Linked DNA regions of Mus musculus: all the other regions are linked to region 2. Evidence: chromatin contacts called from public ChIA-PET, HiCAR-type, HiChIP or PLAC-seq and promoter capture Hi-C data. All regions are on one chromosome and are shown on one strand. Each heading gives the region's core, a stretch centred on a gene start, on an enhancer-like site or on the middle of the called end of the contact. The rest is flanking DNA. Distances are from core to core; before and after follow the strand shown.

The links. ChIA-PET counts read pairs in DNA pulled down with a chosen protein or histone mark. HiCAR-type assays count read pairs that join an accessible place to other places. HiChIP or PLAC-seq counts read pairs in DNA pulled down with a chosen protein or histone mark. Capture Hi-C pulls out chosen DNA fragments and counts their contacts.
Region 1: a contact with region 2 is called in a HiCAR-type map of astrocytes, with 3 times the contacts expected there. The contact joins the promoter of Slco1c1 here to the promoter of Golt1b in region 2. A contact is called at or near these places in 1 of 39 promoter capture datasets (hippocampal neurons) and 2 of 115 datasets of contacts at active chromatin or transcription factors (astrocytes and stem cell-derived neural progenitor cells).
Region 3: an H3K27ac HiChIP or PLAC-seq map of embryonic stem cells shows a contact between it and region 2, with 6 times the contacts expected there. The contact joins the enhancer-like site here to the promoter of Golt1b in region 2. A contact is called at or near these places in 4 of 39 promoter capture datasets (cranial neural crest, embryonic stem cells, hippocampal neurons and 1 more), 7 of 115 datasets of contacts at active chromatin or transcription factors (embryonic hindbrain, embryonic stem cells, large pre-B cells and 2 more) and 1 of 9 other capture datasets (embryonic stem cells).
Region 4: a contact with region 2 is called in an RNA polymerase II ChIA-PET map of memory CD8 T cells, with 25 read pairs. The contact joins the promoter of Etnk1 here to the promoter of Golt1b in region 2. A contact is called at or near these places in 4 of 39 promoter capture datasets (hippocampal neurons, liver and pre-B cells), 7 of 484 Hi-C or Micro-C datasets (CD4 T cells, CD8 T cells, muscle stem cells and 2 more), 8 of 115 datasets of contacts at active chromatin or transcription factors (bone marrow-derived macrophages, effector CD8 T cells, embryonic stem cells and 4 more) and 2 of 9 other capture datasets (adipose tissue and liver).
Region 5: an RNA polymerase II ChIA-PET map of memory CD8 T cells shows a contact between it and region 2, with 21 read pairs. The contact joins the promoter of St8sia1 here to the promoter of Golt1b in region 2. A contact is called at or near these places in 1 of 39 promoter capture datasets (stem cell-derived epiblast-like cells), 2 of 484 Hi-C or Micro-C datasets (CD8 T cells and embryonic stem cells) and 4 of 115 datasets of contacts at active chromatin or transcription factors (effector CD8 T cells, embryonic stem cells and memory CD8 T cells).
Region 6: a promoter capture Hi-C map of liver shows a contact between it and region 2, with 2.1 times the contacts expected there. The contact joins the promoter of C2cd5 here to the promoter of Golt1b in region 2. A contact is called at or near these places in 1 of 484 Hi-C or Micro-C datasets (natural killer cells), 1 of 115 datasets of contacts at active chromatin or transcription factors (astrocytes) and 1 of 9 other capture datasets (liver).

What each region holds. Positions count from the first base shown.
Region 1 is chr6:141,522,761-141,525,864 of GRCm38.p6, forward strand. It overlaps Slco1c1 (solute carrier organic anion transporter family, member 1c1), which reads left to right and starts at 1,594. Exons shown (of 15, transcript NM_021471.3): 1 at 1,594-1,982.
Region 2 is chr6:142,385,601-142,388,562 of GRCm38.p6, forward strand. Golt1b (golgi transport 1B) reads left to right here and starts at 1,643. Exons shown (of 5, transcript NM_025872.4): 1 at 1,643-1,769. The coding sequence starts at 1,745. Recql (RecQ protein-like) reads right to left here and starts at 1,487. Exons shown (of 15, transcript NM_023042.3): 1 at 1,422-1,487.
Region 3 is chr6:141,494,063-141,497,052 of GRCm38.p6, forward strand. All of the region lies in intron 15 of Pde3a (phosphodiesterase 3A, cGMP inhibited), which reads left to right. Among named protein-coding and RNA genes, the nearest start is that of Slco1c1, 29 kb to the right of the region's middle. Within about 2 kb of position 1,714, at least 41 of the 459 cell types and tissues checked have an H3K27ac peak or open chromatin away from gene starts, as enhancers often do. A contact at or near this core is called in embryonic stem cells and stem cell-derived neural progenitor cells, where this site is marked.
Region 4 is chr6:143,165,907-143,168,698 of GRCm38.p6, forward strand. It overlaps Etnk1 (ethanolamine kinase 1), which reads left to right and starts at 1,324. Exons shown (of 8, transcript NM_029250.2): 1 at 1,324-1,730. The coding sequence starts at 1,575.
Region 5 is chr6:142,963,098-142,965,940 of GRCm38.p6, forward strand. St8sia1 (ST8 alpha-N-acetyl-neuraminide alpha-2,8-sialyltransferase 1) reads right to left here and starts at 1,355. Exons shown (of 5, transcript NM_011374.2): 1 at 439-1,355. The coding sequence starts at 671.
Region 6 is chr6:143,098,517-143,101,461 of GRCm38.p6, forward strand. C2cd5 (C2 calcium-dependent domain containing 5) reads right to left here and starts at 1,636. Exons shown (of 29, transcript NM_001362113.1): 1 at 1,417-1,636; 2 at 1,162-1,280. The coding sequence starts at 1,251.

The DNA.
Region 1 (3,104 bases), core at 344-2,843, 860 kb before region 2:
TGTGTTAGAGACTGATTTGAAAAACACTGTAATAGTTCAAAGTACACTCAAATGGGAGAACTAAGTTTTGTTTGGTTTGTTTTGGTAAAGATAAACAAGTCCTTTGTCATTTTGGTTGATATGCACCCTTCCCCCTTTGATAGTCAATCACCACTTGTGGACATATTGAAAAATTTAACACAAAGATGTTTGATCCCTGCTTCTGAAGGCAAGGCAGTCCCAGCTTGACTGCTAAAATAATGTTCTTGGTCTTACAAGAGTCTACATACAAGTGCTTCCGTTTTGTTTTGTTTTGTTTTGTTTTGTTTTGTTTTGTTTTGTTTTGTTCTGTTTTGTTCTGTTTTGTTTTGTTAAGACAGTCTTGGGCTGGCTTTGAACTCACGGAGCTAAATCTACTGTTTCCTCTTCAGTGGTGGGGTTAAGTGCAGCACCACTCCTAGCCCATTGCTTTTTTGTAAGGTTTAAGATAAGCCCAAGTTTCTTTCCTTCTTCTTTTATCTTTTGCAGTAAAATGTACTCATGAAAATGTTGGCTAATAGGGCTATGGAGATGGCTCAGTGGTTAAGAGCAGTGGCTGCTCCCATAGAAGGTTGTAGTTCAGTACCCGTAGAGCAGCTCACAACCACTTAGGACTCCAGTTTCTGGGGATCCAACACCATTTCTGGACTAGGCAGTTATATATGCATGTGGTGCAAATAAACTTATAGAAACACATATACATAAAAGCAAAAGTAAAATTGAAAACAACTGGCTACTCATCGTAACCATTGTGGCAGCTGAAGTTACATCTGTGATAAAGGCGCCACTGTCTGCTCATTTTGGATTTTTGTTCGGAGTAGATATGACATCATTTAATCTTTGGATATTCCATGGAAATCTCATTCTGAATAACAAATACATAGCTCAATAGCAGAACATTTTGAGATTAGGTGCCCTGCTCAGAGTCACAGCCCTGGAAGACTAAGTTGAACCTTGGAGAATCCTGGTGACAAATTTACTTACTGGTGGAATCAAAATGGGAAAAAAAAATCAGTATTTCTCAAATCCTCTAAAATCATTCTCTTGGGAAGAGGTTTGGTTTGAATTTTTTCTCAGAGCAAAGCTTTCTCTTTCCTTAGGCTTAGGTAGTGTAAGTAACTGAATGCCAAAAAATCCAATTGCTATTTTGTCAAATTTCAAGGCTCATAGGGTGTGTGGATGGAGCTATTGATTTTTTTGCTTTGAAAGTGAACTCCCCCTGGAAGGATCCTGCAGAGCTTTGATCCTGACCTGAAAGTATTCCTGCAGATTCTAGAAGCCCAATGGTGAGGGAAACAAAGCAGGGAACTGGCCCAAGATATTTTTTTAAAAAAATAATAGCAAACAAATAAATACAACACAACAAGCCTGGCCCCTTGATGTCCCTTAGGACTGGCTGGCTGGAAGACTGATTGGAAGGAGAAGGGGAGGGGGTCTTTGTTACTAACTTCCTTCCCTGCCCTGGCTTCTGTTTCCTCACCCCCCCAACCCCCTGTGGAATGGTGTTTTCTGGGATCAGCAAGTAAAAATCACAAATGGTCTTTTCTTTTTTTTTTTTTTTATTTTCCTTGTTCCTCTATAAACAAAGCTTTATCACGTGTGGCCTTAAACTTGCTGCAAATTGCAAAGAAATGGCTCAAAGGCTCCAGCTCTTTCTGTGCCCTGGGAGCTGAGATGCAGGGCAGTGCCCTTGCCAGGGTGCCCAATTCCCTGCAGACTGCCAGAAAAAAAGAGGCCAACTGGAAAGACGAAAGAGAAAGACTGCTCAGGGGTGAGATCAGACCCTTGGTCTTTTCTTTCCTCTAATCTGCCCTGTCTGTGCCCACCAGCTCTCTTGACTTGCCAGAACTGTTCACAACTTCTGTGGGGTGCTGCCTCAGTTTCCTGTTTCAGACTGTGCTCTGTGATCCAGACCCTTGCGAACATTCTGAAAGGAACTGGACAGCTTTGACTTCTACCTCCAGGTAGGATTTGGCTTTTCTTGTTTATCTGTCTATCTGTCTATCTATGTATCTATGTATCTATGTATCTATGTATCTATGTATCTATCTATGTATCTATCTATGTATCTATCTATGTGTCTATCTATGTATCTATGTATCTATGTATCTATGTATCTATCTATCTATCTATCTATGTATCTATCTATCTATCTATCTATCTATCTATCTATCTATCTATCTAGCCATCCATCTAATCTATCTATCTAATCATCTGCTTTTATTTGTGTGAGCAATATGCCTTGTTCTCCCAGGACAGATGTTGATAATTTGACACTAATTTCTGCAAGGCTTTAGCTTATCTATGCTACTTCAGTAAAAGCCAATGGCTTCCCTTGTTAGCTGGGTGAAATAGGAGAGGATTCTGATTAAAGATGACAGGTAAACTCAGATCTGCTTTCAGATTTAGGCTTTGTTACTTACTAGTTGGGTAGTTTCTGTTAGATTGCTTAACATCTGTGAACTAAATGATTTTATAAGTCAAGATGATGATGTTGAAGTTTTGGGATTATTTTAAAGGTTACAATATATGCATATATCACACTGAATAGAGGTGGTGTTTATGATATGTGAGTTTGATACTAAAATTATTTGTAGTTAGGGGTGGGAGATTGGAATTCTGTGTAAGACACATTGCTTCTCATGAAAAAAACCCCAGGTTATTTTTAAGACCCCTGGAAGAGAAGACTCCCAGAGTCAGAACACTTTGCTGGTGCAGAGATGTTCAAGAAGGGAAACTGATCATGGGTTCCTCTCTGGGCCTCTTTACAGCCCATGCAGATTGGCTGCATCTTCCTCACTGGTTCAGAGCACAGGGCCTATGTGCATCTGTGTGACTCAACTTAACCTATCTTAGCCACCTGTGCTCCTTTAAAGACTAGATTCTGAAACCAATCCATGTAAACAGAGAATTCAGCTTTTTATAAAAAAAAAATAAAATAAAAGCTTGGCTTGTTCTTTTTAAAATCTGTTATACCTTAACCTAAAATATTGAATGAAAACTTTATCATCTGTCTTTTTATTACTTATCTTTAATTTTTGGAAAAATAGAATCAAGTGAACCAAGAGATAAAGGATATATCCAAA
Region 2 (2,962 bases), core at 393-2,892:
AATGAATGGATAAACAAATAAATAAACTACTTGGCAGTATACTGCACAGTTGCTTTAGAGAGTTACAGTTAAATGCCTACTTAAAAGAAATTAATATTCTAAGTAAATAATTTCCAGAGCCTCCTCTCTTCTGCGGGAGCTTACTCCATTTCTCTATAAAATTTGCTCACTTGCAGAGGGGGGGTGAGGTACACACTAGTACTCTTTTGGCTTAAAAGAATCTGGGACAGTTACAAGTGGAAGGAAACATGACTTATATTAAAATTTAAAGATTAAAACTTGGCCTGAACATTTAACTCCCCAAACTGTTATGTTTGCTCAATGACAATCTGTTACCATTACATAAAAACAAAATTAGAAAGCATGTTATATTTTGCTTAATTTTGTATTTTTAGTAATTATTTGGGTAGACGTGTAACCTGCCCAAAATTCCCTTGGAAGAACTTAGGTTTTCTGCCTATTTAAGTTTCAACAGTTTGCTAATTTTAAAGTCATTCGTACTCAGAACACAGGCTTTTTTTTGGGGTGGTGTTTTAGTTTTCTGTGTTAGGGGCCAAGGACCTCATTGTGTTCATGAACTGTTGTGAACAACTTTTTTGCTCAATCAATGACAATCTGTCACCATTACATAAAAGCAAAAAACAAACGTTTGAAAGTGTGTTATATATTGCTTAATTTTATATTTGCTAAACCTAAGAGTGCTCTCCAAAGACAGATTCTGCACCCGCCTATTCTCACTTGAACTGTTTCCTTTATCGAATTTGTACCCTTCCTGTGCATGGCTGTTAAGACAGATAAGCCCTGATTAAAGAGTAAGGACAAAACTAACGGACATTTAAGGATGGGTTTAAATCAAGACTCCTCCTTCCTCACGTATGAGAACATCTCCTTATCACTTCCTAGACTGATACTATTCTGCCCATGGACTCTAAGGTCCTGTATCATGGCAGAGCCTGAATCTCTTCACTTTTGTAAACAGCCTAGAAAAAAAAAAATGCCTTTTCCGGAACCTAAAAACAGGCGCTTTCTCTTCGCTTAGGAGAGATTCGGTCTAAGTTCATTTCCTGCCACTACTTCAAATATATATATATTTTTGGACTTTGCTGCCAATAACCTACCCCTTGCCTAAATTAGGCAACTTCACAGCAAAACATAGCGTAGCACGAAATATATCCAAGAACTAAGTTACAAAGAGGTCTGTCAGTCAAAAAACGTGAACCAGGTCCACTGTCATCAGTGCGGAAGGAAAACGCACGCTAACCCTGAGCGCATCCCTCCACCCCGCCGGCTCCACAGACGAGGCAGAAGCGCAAGCTGCGGCGACCAGGGCTCCTGAAAGCGATGGCAGAGACGACGCCCAGCTCCTATCCGCCCAGCAGACAGCCGCGGACCCACGCGCCGGAACCGGCACCACCACGAACCTGTCAGCCGCTCCGCGCGTAAAAACCTTCCCGCCGCCCGGCATGCAGCGCCCACCCTTCCGGATCAGCCCCCTCCACCAATCACAAGCCATTGCCTTCTCTGATTGGCTGCGTGGTGCGGCGTCCGGGTGCACATCCGAACAAGAGCGCGTGCTATTGGTCTCGCTGCAGCCAATGGAGCGCGGCCTTGCGGCCCGGCGGCGGCGGCTGCGTGTTTCCGGAAGACGTGGCGGCTCGGGCCCGGGCGGCGTCGCCGAGGCTCTTCTCCGGACCAGGCTTCGCAGCGTGGGCCCCGAAGCACCGCGGTCCTCGCCGCCGCCACCATGATCTCCCTCACGGATACGCAGAGTAAGCGCTGCCGGGCCCCAGCGTTGGCCGGTGCTCCCGCCTCAGCCTCTGCTCCGCCCCGCAATGAATGGAGCGAGCGCGCGTGGGGCGGCGGCCCGCGGGAGGGAGGGGGCCGTGACGGGAGGACCGCCGACCTGCCTCGGCCCAAGTGCCGCCGCCGCCTTCGCCCCGGTGGCACCCGTGCTCTGTCCCACGGAACAGCCGTCGGACCAAGTTTCCGGGGTGGCGGGAATGGGACTGTCCGCCCGCGCGGAGCGCCTGCAAGGCTGGGGTGGGCTGGGGGCGTAGAGAGCCGTGATCAGACTCCACTGTTACCTACCTACCCAAAATTCCCTTAACAAGGACTTCGGTTTTCCGCTCGTTTAAGTTTCAACCAAGTTTACTAATGTTAAAAAGTCACTTTGTGCTCTGAGCATTGACTTCGATGGTTTAGATTTCTGGGTTAGGAGCCAGGATCACACTGTAGGTTAACGAGGCTGGCCTTGCGCTCATTGTGTCAGTGCTAGCCTTCCCACTTGTAATCCTGCCCCGGTCTCTAAAGTTATGAGATTACAAGCATGAAGGACTCTGCCTGTCTGTACTGGGAAAGGATTTCTTTATTAGTGTTGTATTCTGTACTTCGTGGCGTGTTCTATTTTAGCATCCTGTTTCTGCCTATCTCATCATTCTGACCAGCTTTGCAGTCTTCAGTCTTGCCTTTTTTTTTTTTTTTGTAGCCCCAGAGATTAGAGCATCTCAGCCAAATGTTTCTGCAGACTAGCAGAGCGTTATCCCTATCTCCATCGTTTTCTCTGTGACTTCATTTTTCTATGTTTTCTTATCAATCTTAATTATTTTTCTATTTATAAATTCTACCCAAGCTGGTTACTTTTTAAAGATATCTTTATGGGTATGACCTCTTTTTGCCTCACTTTTGCTCATTACCATGAACTTTGTTTCTTCAAACTATATTCACCTTAGCTTTTCAAGATTCTAACATCCCACTGAAGTGAAACAAAAACCTTCCTTGAAGTTATTCTCAAGTGGAGTTTGAAGATTTAGATTCAAGTTGTGGCACACTGGAGTGTCACAGGTGCTTTATGAGTCCCTCCACACCCTGGCAGTCCCCTCTGTCTTACTGTGGACTGCACAGCTACCTTCTCTAGCCCAGGGGTGTTGTCTATTGGTCCAGTCAGGCTCCTTTGGTTCTAGTC
Region 3 (2,990 bases), core at 464-2,963, 890 kb before region 2:
AGACTTTTGTTTAACACAGTCTCTTTTTATGGATGCCTAAGGCAGGCTAGGTGGCTGGTGAGCTTCCACAGTTTCTCCTCTCTCCACCTCCTGCTATTGATAGGAACACTGAGAATATAGATGCTGTGGTACAAAATCAGCTTCAAGTGGATGATGGATCCAAGGCACAGCAAGTGCTTACCCACTGAGCCACTCCCCAGTCTATTAGCTTTTGAATTGAATCAGGGAAAATGAAAATTTGGTTTCTCTCTGATACTCTGTTGCCAACCTATTTCTCTGATGTTTATAAAAGGAAATTATTGATTTTGGGATTCAGACCTAGAGCCTGAGATTTGAGATTCAAGAGTTATTTATTCATCTTTTAGTTTTTCTCTTTTGCTTTATTTCCAATTCAAGCAGTCAGCCTGCTGCTATGCTTATGAAGAGAAGTTTGCCCCTGGAATATAATAAAAGAGGTTTGTCAACTGAGCCTCTGATGAGAGTCTTCATGGATTGCCATTTAAACTCAAAGACATTAGTAGTGTACATACCCAGGCATGGGGAATTGAAGGATTTATTCCAAGACCATTATTTAGCAGGCTTAGCTTGCTCATCTAAGCTTGAGTGGAGAATGCTTTGTCCAAATACTGGACTAGCATGTTAACCTCCACACTGATAGGTTGTTCCCTTGCTCTTTCTGTTTTAGTCAAGTCTAGTAGAGCATCCATTGAGAGTTCTATGGATTCAGTTACACATGGCTTTCAGTAATTAACTAGCCCCCATACCCTGAAATTTAAAACATCTCTGCCACAACAATCAGATACTGTAGCTTTAAAAGTATGATCTGTTGGTGTACATGTTTGAGTGTATATGCATGTATGCATATGTATAGGAACATGTGTGTGCATGAAGGTACAGGTGCATGTGGAGGCCAGGGGTTAATGTCCACTTATAGTTTTTGAGGTAGGGTTTTCCTTGCGAACTTGAAGTTCATTTATTTGGCTAGGCTTGGTAGCCAGTGAGCTCCAGAGACCCACCCGCTTCCACCTCCCCAGATCTGTGATTGCAGAGGCATGTCACAAGATGTGTGCTCATCCTTTCACATGGATGCTGGAGATCAAGCCGAGGTCCTTGTACTGGCGCAGAAAGCACTTTACCCACTGGTCCATTTCTTGAGCTCCCAAAATTCTGACTCTGAAGCACCTTTGTGGCCTCCAAAATGATAAAAGTGGAGTGATATTAGCAGACTTAAACACTAGCCACAGAACAGAGTCATAACATTTAGTGAGGCACTTCCTCATTTTAATAAAGGAGAAAATAAGATTGACAGCCAACCATAAGCAACATGACATGGTGGTAGAATCAGCGAAGGCACCCAGGTTTCTTCATTTTTTACTCCCTTGCTTTTGAAGTCTTTGTAATTTTCATTACAGAATTCATAATGGCCGGGATGTTTACTTTGATTTAGCCTGTTCTTAGATTTCAGGGGCGGGGGTGGGGGGGTGGGGGGTGGGGGTGGGGAATATTAAATAGACACTGGTGAGTGAGTTGTGCAGTTTGCAAAACTTGGAGGTCTCCCTGGAAACAGAATAAAATGCTGCAGTGTGATGTCCAGAGGGAGGGGGCTTTTATCCCACCTCATAATTAAATCTGAAAGGTTCCTGGGGCGAGCTAAGAGGTTTCTAATGAAGTACTAAGCTGTGCTTGGAGTCTGCACCACGAAAGGCGCTTTGTTCTCCTTTCAAAAGGTTCCAGTGCTGAATAATTTGGCTCCCAGCGCTGGCTAGTTTCAGACCACCTGCAGATTCTAATCTACGCAAATTTATTTGGTACAAACTTTCTTCTACGTCACTTGGTTCAGCATAATTCCAGAGAGGTTTATTGCTAATGTTTAACAGCCATCAGAGAACAGCTGCTCTCCTGGGGCCTGCCCCTCGAAAGGGAAAAAGGGGGGAAATGGGGCTTTTGTTATCTTCTTCCCTGAAAATGTGCTCACACCGTGAGCAGTAGAGGGTTTCCTACTACTGTGATTCAAACCAACTTCTGAGTAAAAAGTCTATTCTGGGGCTAAAAAAATGGCATTTAAGGTTCTTTCGAAGTTCAGTTCCCAGCACCCACAATGCAAGCACTGTTTGTAACCCCAGTTTCAGGAAATGCAGTGCCCTCTTCTTGCTTCTGCAGGCTCTGCCCATACACGCACTCAAGTGGGCTTCCATACACACGCACATATACAAACAAGTCATTTACATTCATGACAGTTACAACAAAACTGGCGTAGAGAGCTTGGCCAGGAAAATAATTTTCCTTTACTTTTAAAAGTAAAGTATGCTCGTGTACTTTCTTTACTGAGGTAGGATATTGTGTTACTTTTCTCCCTGCCCCCATTCCTTCAAAAAGTGCTTAACAAAAATCAACTCAAGGACACCAACCTGCCAGCTTCCTCCTTTTTATTCAGTCTGGGACCCCCACCCACAGGATGGCACCATCCACAGTTAGGAGGGATTTTTCCTACCTGGAAGCTCCCTCACTGACACGCCCAGAGCTTTGCCCTTTCTGCTGATCCTAGGTCATGTCAAGTTAGCAATATTAGCCATGACGTATTTAAGTGATTGTTGTTGTTGTTTTGAGGAAGTAGCTTGTTGTCAGAGTTATTGCCTGTGCTCTGGCAGCAAGCCAGGCTAGGCCACCTTTATCAAATAAACCAATTAAAAGAACCAAATTAGGACTAGGATAGCCTAGCACATAAAAGTTCCCTACATAAGACTGATCCCAGAATCCAATATGTGAAAAGATGGTGGTGGTGAGGCTTAGCATTTATAATCTCAGCACAGAAACTAAGAAATGGGTGGTTGAGAACAGAAAATCGCCTAGAAGCTCCTGGCCTGCTAGGGCCGCACTCCTCCCTCCCTCCTTCCCTCCCTCCTTCCCTCCCTCCTTCCCTCCCTTCCTGGTAATGGAGAATGGGCCGCAACTTCTTCCTTCCTTGCATCTTTTCATGCTCTTTTCTTTCC
Region 4 (2,792 bases), core at 74-2,573, 780 kb after region 2:
GGAGTGGATTTCCCACTTTTTAGTGTAGGAAGTTTATCATTATCTCAGACTTATTTGTGACTTACAAAGGTATGTAGCCTCATTCAGAACAATGAGAACATAAATGTGTGCTAATGGGTAATACAACATTTGATCATTCACAAGTTATTCACTTGTACTCAGCCCCGGGGAGGCCAGAAGTCAAGGTGAAAGTCACCTCCATTGTCTCCGTCATAAAAGGAAAGCACAAGGGCGGACCAAAAACTTGTAGATGATCCGGTTGCCAGTATTTCTCTAACAAGCAAAGAGCAGAGCCTTTCTGATACAGGAGGTTTCATGTAGCCGTGCGAGTCCCAGGACGCGCTATGATTTAGCATGACAGATCTAATTTTCTTTCCTTCCAATTCCCTCCGAGTCTCTACCTTATATAACCGGCTTTGAATAATTCTCAGCAACGTCAACTATCTGACCCTTAAAATGAGTGTTTCAGTCGTCTATTATCGGTCGGCTGATGACTAAGTATATCCCGGGCAAACCTGGAACTCACTATGTAGCCCGGCTGGTTTGGAACTCGTGGCAATCCTGCCTTAGGCACCTGAGAACTAGGACAGGTATAGGTCATCACACCACTGTCACCGGTTTACTCTCACTTTACGTAAAGTTTGCCCCAAATACTGTGATTTCTATGTACCGTCAAAGGGAACTGGGTTGCTGAACCAAGCAAGCATGTAGTTCTGTGCACACAGCTTCAGGAACAAGGCGAGCAAATTAATCCAGCTTGGCCGGTTGAGGCCAGGCTAAGCTCACAGCTTAAATTTAGGGTTATTTCAGGACGTGCCTTCTGCGTCCCGTAAGAACGTCAGCCCTAAGTAAGCAGAGCCCACGACCCTAGTGATCTAGAAAGGTGACGCTTCCTTGACTCCTGACAGGGCTGGGTAGCACTCCACAGCTCATCGGTAGAGTTCGAAAGGGCTCGGCAGAGCTCGACAGCGCTCCGGCAGAGCTCGGCAGAATTCGGTAGGGCTCCGGTAGCGCTCGGGCAAGGCTCGTTAGAGCCCCGGTAGGGCTCGGCAAAGCTCGACAGTGCTCCGGCAGGGCTCGGCAGTGTTCGGCAAGGCTCGTAAGCGCTCCGGCTGGGCTCGGCCGCGCTCGGACTCCTTCGGGTGCAGGAGCCCAGCCAACCCCACAGTAGCGGAGTGCCTGGCGGTGCGCGCTCCCCGAGACCCCGATCCCCAAGAGCCCCGAGGCCCGCCCATTGTGCCGCGGGGTTCGCCACCCCGCCAGCCGCCTGACGCAGCCGAGGCTCCGCCCCCGGCGTGACGCTAGCGTCAGGCCAGTCCCGGCATGCTTCGCGGCCGCCCGCGGTCTAGCGCACTGAGGCATCTTCCCGAGAGCGGCCGTGCCTCCGCGTCTCTGCACTGCGCACCCCGTCCGGCCGCCCGGTTGCCCCCGCCGCCCGCCCGTGCGTCCGAGCGGCCGCAGCCCTCCGCCGAGGGCGCCCCGGGACGGAAGGGTCCAGCAGCCTGCCGGCGCCCGCCGCGCTCGTGGTCGCCGTCGCCGTGGTCGTCGTGGTCGTGTCCGCCGTCGCCTGGGCCATGGCCAATTACATCCACGTCCCGCCCGGCTCGCCCGAGGTGCCGAAGCTCGACGTGACGGTGCAGGACCAGGAGGAGCAGCGCTGCCGCGACGGCGCCCTGAGCCTGCTGCGGCACCTGCGGCCGCACTGGGACCCCCGGGAGGTGACCCTGCAGGTGAGGCCGGACGGGCACCGGGTTTCCTTCCCGAAGCCGCCGCGTCAGCGACGTCTGCCCGGCCCCTGAAGAGGCTCCCGGGGATGGCTGCCGCGGCCCTCGTCATGCCTCTCCTCCCAGACCCCGCAGCCCATCCGCCTCCCGCGGTCCTCTCCGCTGCCCTCCCTCCCCTGCGCTTCCCTCCCATCCCTGCCTTATCCAGCCCGAGATCTTCCCACATCCCCATCTCCGAGCCGCGGGAGAACAACTCCTTTCCAAAGCGGAATGACCGGGGACCTGCTGCTGCCCACGCCAGGATGCTAGGGAACGCTATGCCGTGCGTTATAGGAAGGCTTGAATTGGAAGGTTTCTAAATTTGTAAAGTCTTAGAAGAATTAATGCTCAGGGTTGGAGTGAGCAGTGGCCTGGGAATATTTTCGTGAGTCAGTGGCTTTAAAGACAAAAATTCTCAGAAGGATACCCCTACCCCCGAAAAGCTAGGATTAGGAAAAAAAAAAGGCACTTGCAAGTTATGATCCACCATACCCACAATTTATCTGGTGTAATTGGTTATAGTTTTTTCAGTGCACAGCTTGTAGGATTACTAAGGTGAATTTCCTTTTTCCTTGCAAACAAGCCAAATTAGTAAAATTTTAACGGTTTGGGATTGTTTTAGATTTGAGCAGTAATTTGTATTATTCAAGACGTCTGTCATTTTGATGACTCCAATACATTGTTGGGGGTTTATACAGGATTTATTGATTTAAGTTTTTTGCTAAATTTTTTTTTTAGTATAATTAAAACATGAGTAGTGTCTAGGCCCCAGAGCAGTTCCTGACACTTGGGGGCTTTTATGAGTTTTAGTTTCGATTCTTGTTAGAAGTGTTCTGAGCAGCTGAAAGAGACCGACCCATATGTTTTGGGGAAGAAACTTGTTAGACAAAAGACTTTGACATTTAAGGTGTGCCTGTTGGCCAAGTATATAGGAAATAGTTGATTCAAAATGATTTTTATGTATAACTTGGAAGATTATTGCATTTCCTTTAAGGAAGTGCTTTTCAAATGGAAGCATATCTGTTTGTG
Region 5 (2,843 bases), core at 105-2,604, 580 kb after region 2:
GGCCTGGCTAGTTTTCATGGTTTCGTGACTGGAGGTTTGCCCATCACTCCTGCATGGTTGATTTGTGTTACAAACTGCCCCGGAACGCTTCTTAACCTACTTCTAGCTTACTTCTCTTTAGCACCAAACATCTACGGAGGCTAAAAAATAAATTCTCTGAAAGTAACAGTCTCTAAGTTGTTCTGGGTCTCCCTTCCCACAGAGATGGGTCAATTGCAAATACAACACAGACTAGGGACAGACCAAAAAAATCCTTGATTTTGCAAAGGTACCTTGAAACGTCTCTTGGGATGAGGGATGGGACAGAGACCCTGACTTAAGTCTCTAGGTTGGGCACGGCACAGAGGGCACAGGACAGAGAAGCCTCACAAGCGACCCTGTCTTCTGCACACTAGCAGGAAGGGATGCTGGAGGGGAGCAACGGCCAGCAGTAGGTACCTGAAGAGACTGGCTGACGTCTGGTTCGTCCTCCAAGCCGTCCGCTGTGCCAGCACCCCTTGCACAATCTCCTTCTCGTTGGGCAGCCGGTAGACAGGGAAGATGTAGAGCCAACAGAGGACCACCACACAGAGGGCACTGGCTCCTACGGGTAGCCGGGTACGCGGGAATTTCCGAGCTAGCATGGCCATGGCCCCTCTGGACGTATGTAGGGCCCGCCCGCAGGGGCTCATCGCAGCCTCGATGTCCCAGGGTCAGTGTACCCTCAGCACAACGCTGGACAAAGTGGCAGTGAAGGATGCTCCAGTGGCCGGCCCCCCATGCACACACACCTTTGGCTTTCCAGCTCGCAAACGCACGGCTGGGGAACCCCCACGCCACGGCCCCAGAGGTCAGCTACAAGGATCTTCGCCAATGCAACTTTTACTGGGATGTCTTGCTAAAGGAAGTGGCCTCCGGGCAAATCACAAGCCTTAGTCTCTTTCCCTGCAGGCAGCGGGCGATGAAGGAGTCTAAGAGCAGTGGGGCCGGTGGCTCCCGCCCTTACTGCAGCATCACCGTCGCCCTCGGCTGGGGTCCTGGAAGAGGCGCGGCTGGCTCCCGGACGTCTGATGGGTTGTGTCCCTTCCAGAAAGAGATGCTCCTGCGCCCTGCACCGCCCTTTCCCCGCCTCCTGCGCCGCCGCGGTGCCCGGCACCCCCCAGATGCGCTCTCCGCGCCACACCAAGTCCTTGGAAATTTCCACGATGGCCCGGGACCGCTACCCCACCCCCGGCGCCTCGGCCGCGCCCGCCAGGACCCTCACTCCGCGCCCCTCACGGGCAAACCTAGAACTCTCTCTCATCAGTTCATTCAGCGGTGCGCCGCAGCCTTCTGCTGCGCCCTGGACTCCGCAGACACGCGCCCCGGGATTGGTGGAAATCAAGGTCTCCCCCGCCCTCCCCCACCCGCGAAATTGCCTCCCGTGACCTGCTTGGGGCCGCGACGCTAGCCCAGGGTGCAGGCCCCTCGCCGCTGCCCTTGTTCTCTGCAGAGGGAGGCAGACAATAAGAGCAGCAGCCCCTCTGGTGCGTGCATGCACACGCGCATATGTCTATCCCGGAGTATGCACAGATTGGGGACCCGCACACCTTGTGCCCAGGCTGCTGTCTCCCTCTCCTTTCTGCAATTGATTGGTTATAACTGAGCAGTGAGGAGGCTGGCGAATATTTATTCCTTCCTCGGCTCCCTTAATCAGATCAGCCCGTGCTGAGCTACGATTCCATGCACGCACTTGCGTGCACGCGCGGGCGCGAGCTCACACGCTCAGGCACGCACATACACGTCCGCGCGCGCGAACACACACACACACATACACACACACACACACACACACACACACACACACACACTGCTGCTACTGGGCACAAGGGGAGATGCATGCACACTGGGATCCACCACCTTGCCTCCACCCTTCCGAGAACAGAGGGGCATCCTCATATGCTTGTGGCTGGTGTTCTCCCGCAGACCTTGGAGGAGATAACGCCTCTGTAGACTAAAAAGCTGTTTATTCTTAAAAGGCTGCAAAGGCAAGCTTATCACAACCACGACCTTGGAAACGTGCAACCCGCCTGGACCCGCCTAGAGGAGAGACTCACAGTAAGCCATTTCTGCTCGCCCTAGCAGAAGTCGGAAAAGGCTCGGGTACCTCCTAGCGGCAGTCTCTTCTATTTGCTTAAGCATCCTGTGCAAGGACAAAGAAGAAAGTCTGCAGCCTCCAAAACCAGCTAGCTTAGTCGTCACAGGACTGAAATCTCAGGCCACAGTTCCATTTGTTCAGCCAAGAGCAGCACTCCAGACGGCCCACAGTGACTAGTTTGTGCCCTGCAGTCTTTTTTAGCACCTTCAGTAGGGAGAGGTGAAACTTGAGACTTTGGTGCCAACCAACCTCTACCAGCATTGCAATGCTTTTCTTAGGAAGACTGCTCAATGCTCCCCAGTGGAACCAAATACCGTTAGTTAAAATAAAGACTGCCCTTGCCGCTGATAGAAGCAAATAAAGACTGCTCTTACCGCCGGGCGTGGTGGCGCACGCCTTTAATCCCAGCACTTGGGAGGCAGAGGCAGGCGGATCTCTGAGTTCGAGGCCAGCCTGGTCTACAAAGTGAGTTCCAGGACAGCCAGGGCTACACAGAGAAACCCTGTCTCGAAAAACCAAAAAAAAAAAAAAAAAAAAAAGACTGCTCTTGCCGCTGTTAGAAGCTTGCTGCTCTTTTAGAGGACCTGTATTCAGTTCCTAGCACTCACTGCGGGCAGGCAGCTCACAATTACATATCTGACTGGGGAGGGGGAGGGGAGGTCTTCTGAAGGCACCTGCACATACATATACAAACCTCCACACCATTACAGGCACATAATTTTAAAAT
Region 6 (2,945 bases), core at 386-2,885, 710 kb after region 2:
GAGAGGTGGGAAAGTTATAATAGAAGAGACTGCTGCTAGGCTGTGGAGATTTACAAGGTAGATCATCGAAGCACATTATTTCTGCCCCTAGGAATCCACTGCCTAACCTGTAAGATGAGGATATGGCTCCTAGTTAGCTTTGCTGTAAAAACTAAGGATTCAAAAGTACAAAACACAAATATCTCAATAATGAAGCTCAATACATATTAGATATTAATATCAGCTGTGTGGATTACTCTCCAGGCTGCCTGAAAGGCAGTACAACTTCAGTTATCATTAGATCTCTGTTGACATCTGGCCCAGGAGCAAACTGCTTTGGGTTTTGTTTTTTGTTTTTTGTTTTTTTTTTTGGGGGGGGGGGGTTAGTTTGGTTTGTGTTTGTTTGTTTCAATAAAAGATGAAGTTGAACTCAACAAATGCCATAAAAATAAATAAAATAAAAAATACAGTGAATTGCAGTTAATTAGGTTCTGGAACGTTTAAGAATATATTGAGTATAAGTATACTGTCATATGTCTTTGAACCCTAAGCATTAATAGCCCAAATGATTATTGCTCTAATGGTCTGCCTCATTATGTCAACTTTTATTACAATTTCTCCTTGGCTTCTTTCAGGTTGTGAGTTATTAACTTCCGGACAGTAGGCCTGTGCTAATTTGCATGACTTTTAAACTAATCATTAGACTTAAAGAGCAATTTTGCAATTGAAACCCATGGCACTTAATTGACTTCCTACCTCGAGGCAATAAATTACCCTGAAACAGCTCACCTCCCTACCAGTCTACACAAGGGCAGCTTTAGTGCTGCTGTTGTGTGTGACTTGCACTGATGATTCAGACGGTGTTGGGGTACGGGTTGGATGTAGTCGCACCGTGGGGCTGTGGGTGTCCCCAGAGGGCTGGCTGCGTGGACTTGCTGCAGCAATGGCCCTTAACCTCCTAACCGCAAACGAGGTCGTGGCGAGCGTCTCCGCTGCCACGCCTCGGACCGGCAGGTGGTCGGACCGACGCCCTGACCGCGAGCTTGGCAGCGGGACGTGTCCAGGACCGATGGCCACATCTCACGGGCTGGGGGCGGGCGGGCATCCCTCCACGGAGCCGGGGACCGCGGGAAGGGCAGGGCTCGGCGCCCCGTGCTCTGGGGGGCAGGACCAGGAACCAACCTCCACGAAGGCATCCGTCAGGTCACTGGCACGGTCCATCACCGGCAAATGGCGACCGGCCACAATTTTCACCTTCAGCTTCCCCGGCATCACGGCGGCTTCGGCCTCTCCTAGGATTCCTGCAGAAACAAACAAGCGAGTCTGCGCCGAGCGAGCGAGCGAGCGCGAGCCCGGGGGGGGGGGGCGCGGGGGCGCGCGGAGAGGCGTCGGGAGCGCGCGCCAACTGACAGCGGAGGGCGCGCGCGCCGCACTCACGCTCTGAGCAGGAACCGAGTCGTCCCGCGCGGCCACCGAGGCCTCATTCCGGAGAAGCAGCCGGAGGAAGGGCGCCGGCCAGCCGTGCTGCCCTACCCCTGACGTGCTGCAGAGAGCCGCCAAGTCCAGTCAGCATCCCGCAAAGCAGGCACCGCGCCCACCCACCTTTCTCCTCCCACCTTCCAAAAATGGCGGCTCGAGGGGCGGGAGCGATCGATCTCTCGGTGCTCTGCCCTGCGGCGGGGCCGATTTGAATTCGCGGGGCCATGGGAGAGGGGCGGGGCTGAGCTGGAGAGCAGGGGAACCGGTCGAGCCCTGCATCATCTACCCAGCCTCGGGTCGGTTAGGTGCAGGAGCCGTGCTGAGGACACGCTCCAGCGCTCTGGGCACCCGGCGCTGGTGACAACCCAGCCGCGCTTCATTTTGTTGGCCCTTGGACAGACTGCTGCTGCCAAGCATACTAGAGGAGTCTACTTTTAGTGTTTCCTGAGACGGCCACCAGGAAGGGGTACTGATGCGAGTAGTGGTTTTCTATGAATTTCAGTAAGAATCCTCTGGTTAGAGTCAGGTGTGGGGACGCACACCTGTCAACCCAGAACTTGGAAAGTGGAGGCAGGAGGATTGCATCGAGTTCTTAGCCAGCCTGGGCAACAGACGAAAAGTTTGGCTCAAAAAAGAAAAAAAAAAAAAAAAAAAAAAAAAAAAAAAAAAAAAAAAGGAAAAGGGACAAAAAATTACACACACGCATCTCAGCTAGTGAAAATAAATATTATTTCTTCAAAGACTTATTTCAGTCACAGGCAATTGTACTGTGTACTGGGTTATAGATGGCACTTCACACTTCCTTATGTCAGTGTGAACTTTGTGTGTCAGTGTGAACTTTCTTTTTTGAGGCAACATCTTGCCTGCTGGCCTCTCCTTGGTATGCAGCCCAGGCTGGCTTTGAATGTGGCAGTCTTCCTGGTGTATTGTCACAAGTGCTAAGGTGATGGGTTTGTGCCTGCACATCCAGCTCTCTAAGTATTAAGCATTCACACGCCTAAAGGAAAGGTCTACAGTGCTGGCTAAAAGTCAGCAAGAAACGAACCTCCAGCGGTACATGTAGTCAGTGTGAGAAATGAGCCCGAAGAAGACCTCACTAGGTCTCTGTAAATTGACCCCACTCTAGATACATCATGAGCCTGTCAAAGTGGGGTATTAGATACTGCTTCAGACTATCAGAAAATGATTGGGGTTGAAGCCCACACACAGGATGGAACAAGAGCACTTCCTACACTATGGCAAACCCAGCATTGGCAATACACTCTGTAGTAAATACTGAAATCAACACTGAAAATGCCAGTGGGAAAAAAATCACAGCACTGAATTTATCAGGAATGGAAAATTCCTAAATGAAGATATCAGCATGGTCTTTTTAACTTCAAAAATACTAAAACAGGATAGAAAAATTACTTGAAGTGGTAATGAACCAGAAACGCCCTTTCAAAAAGAGTCCTCCTGAGAAAGGAATTTTGCCCATGGGCAAAACT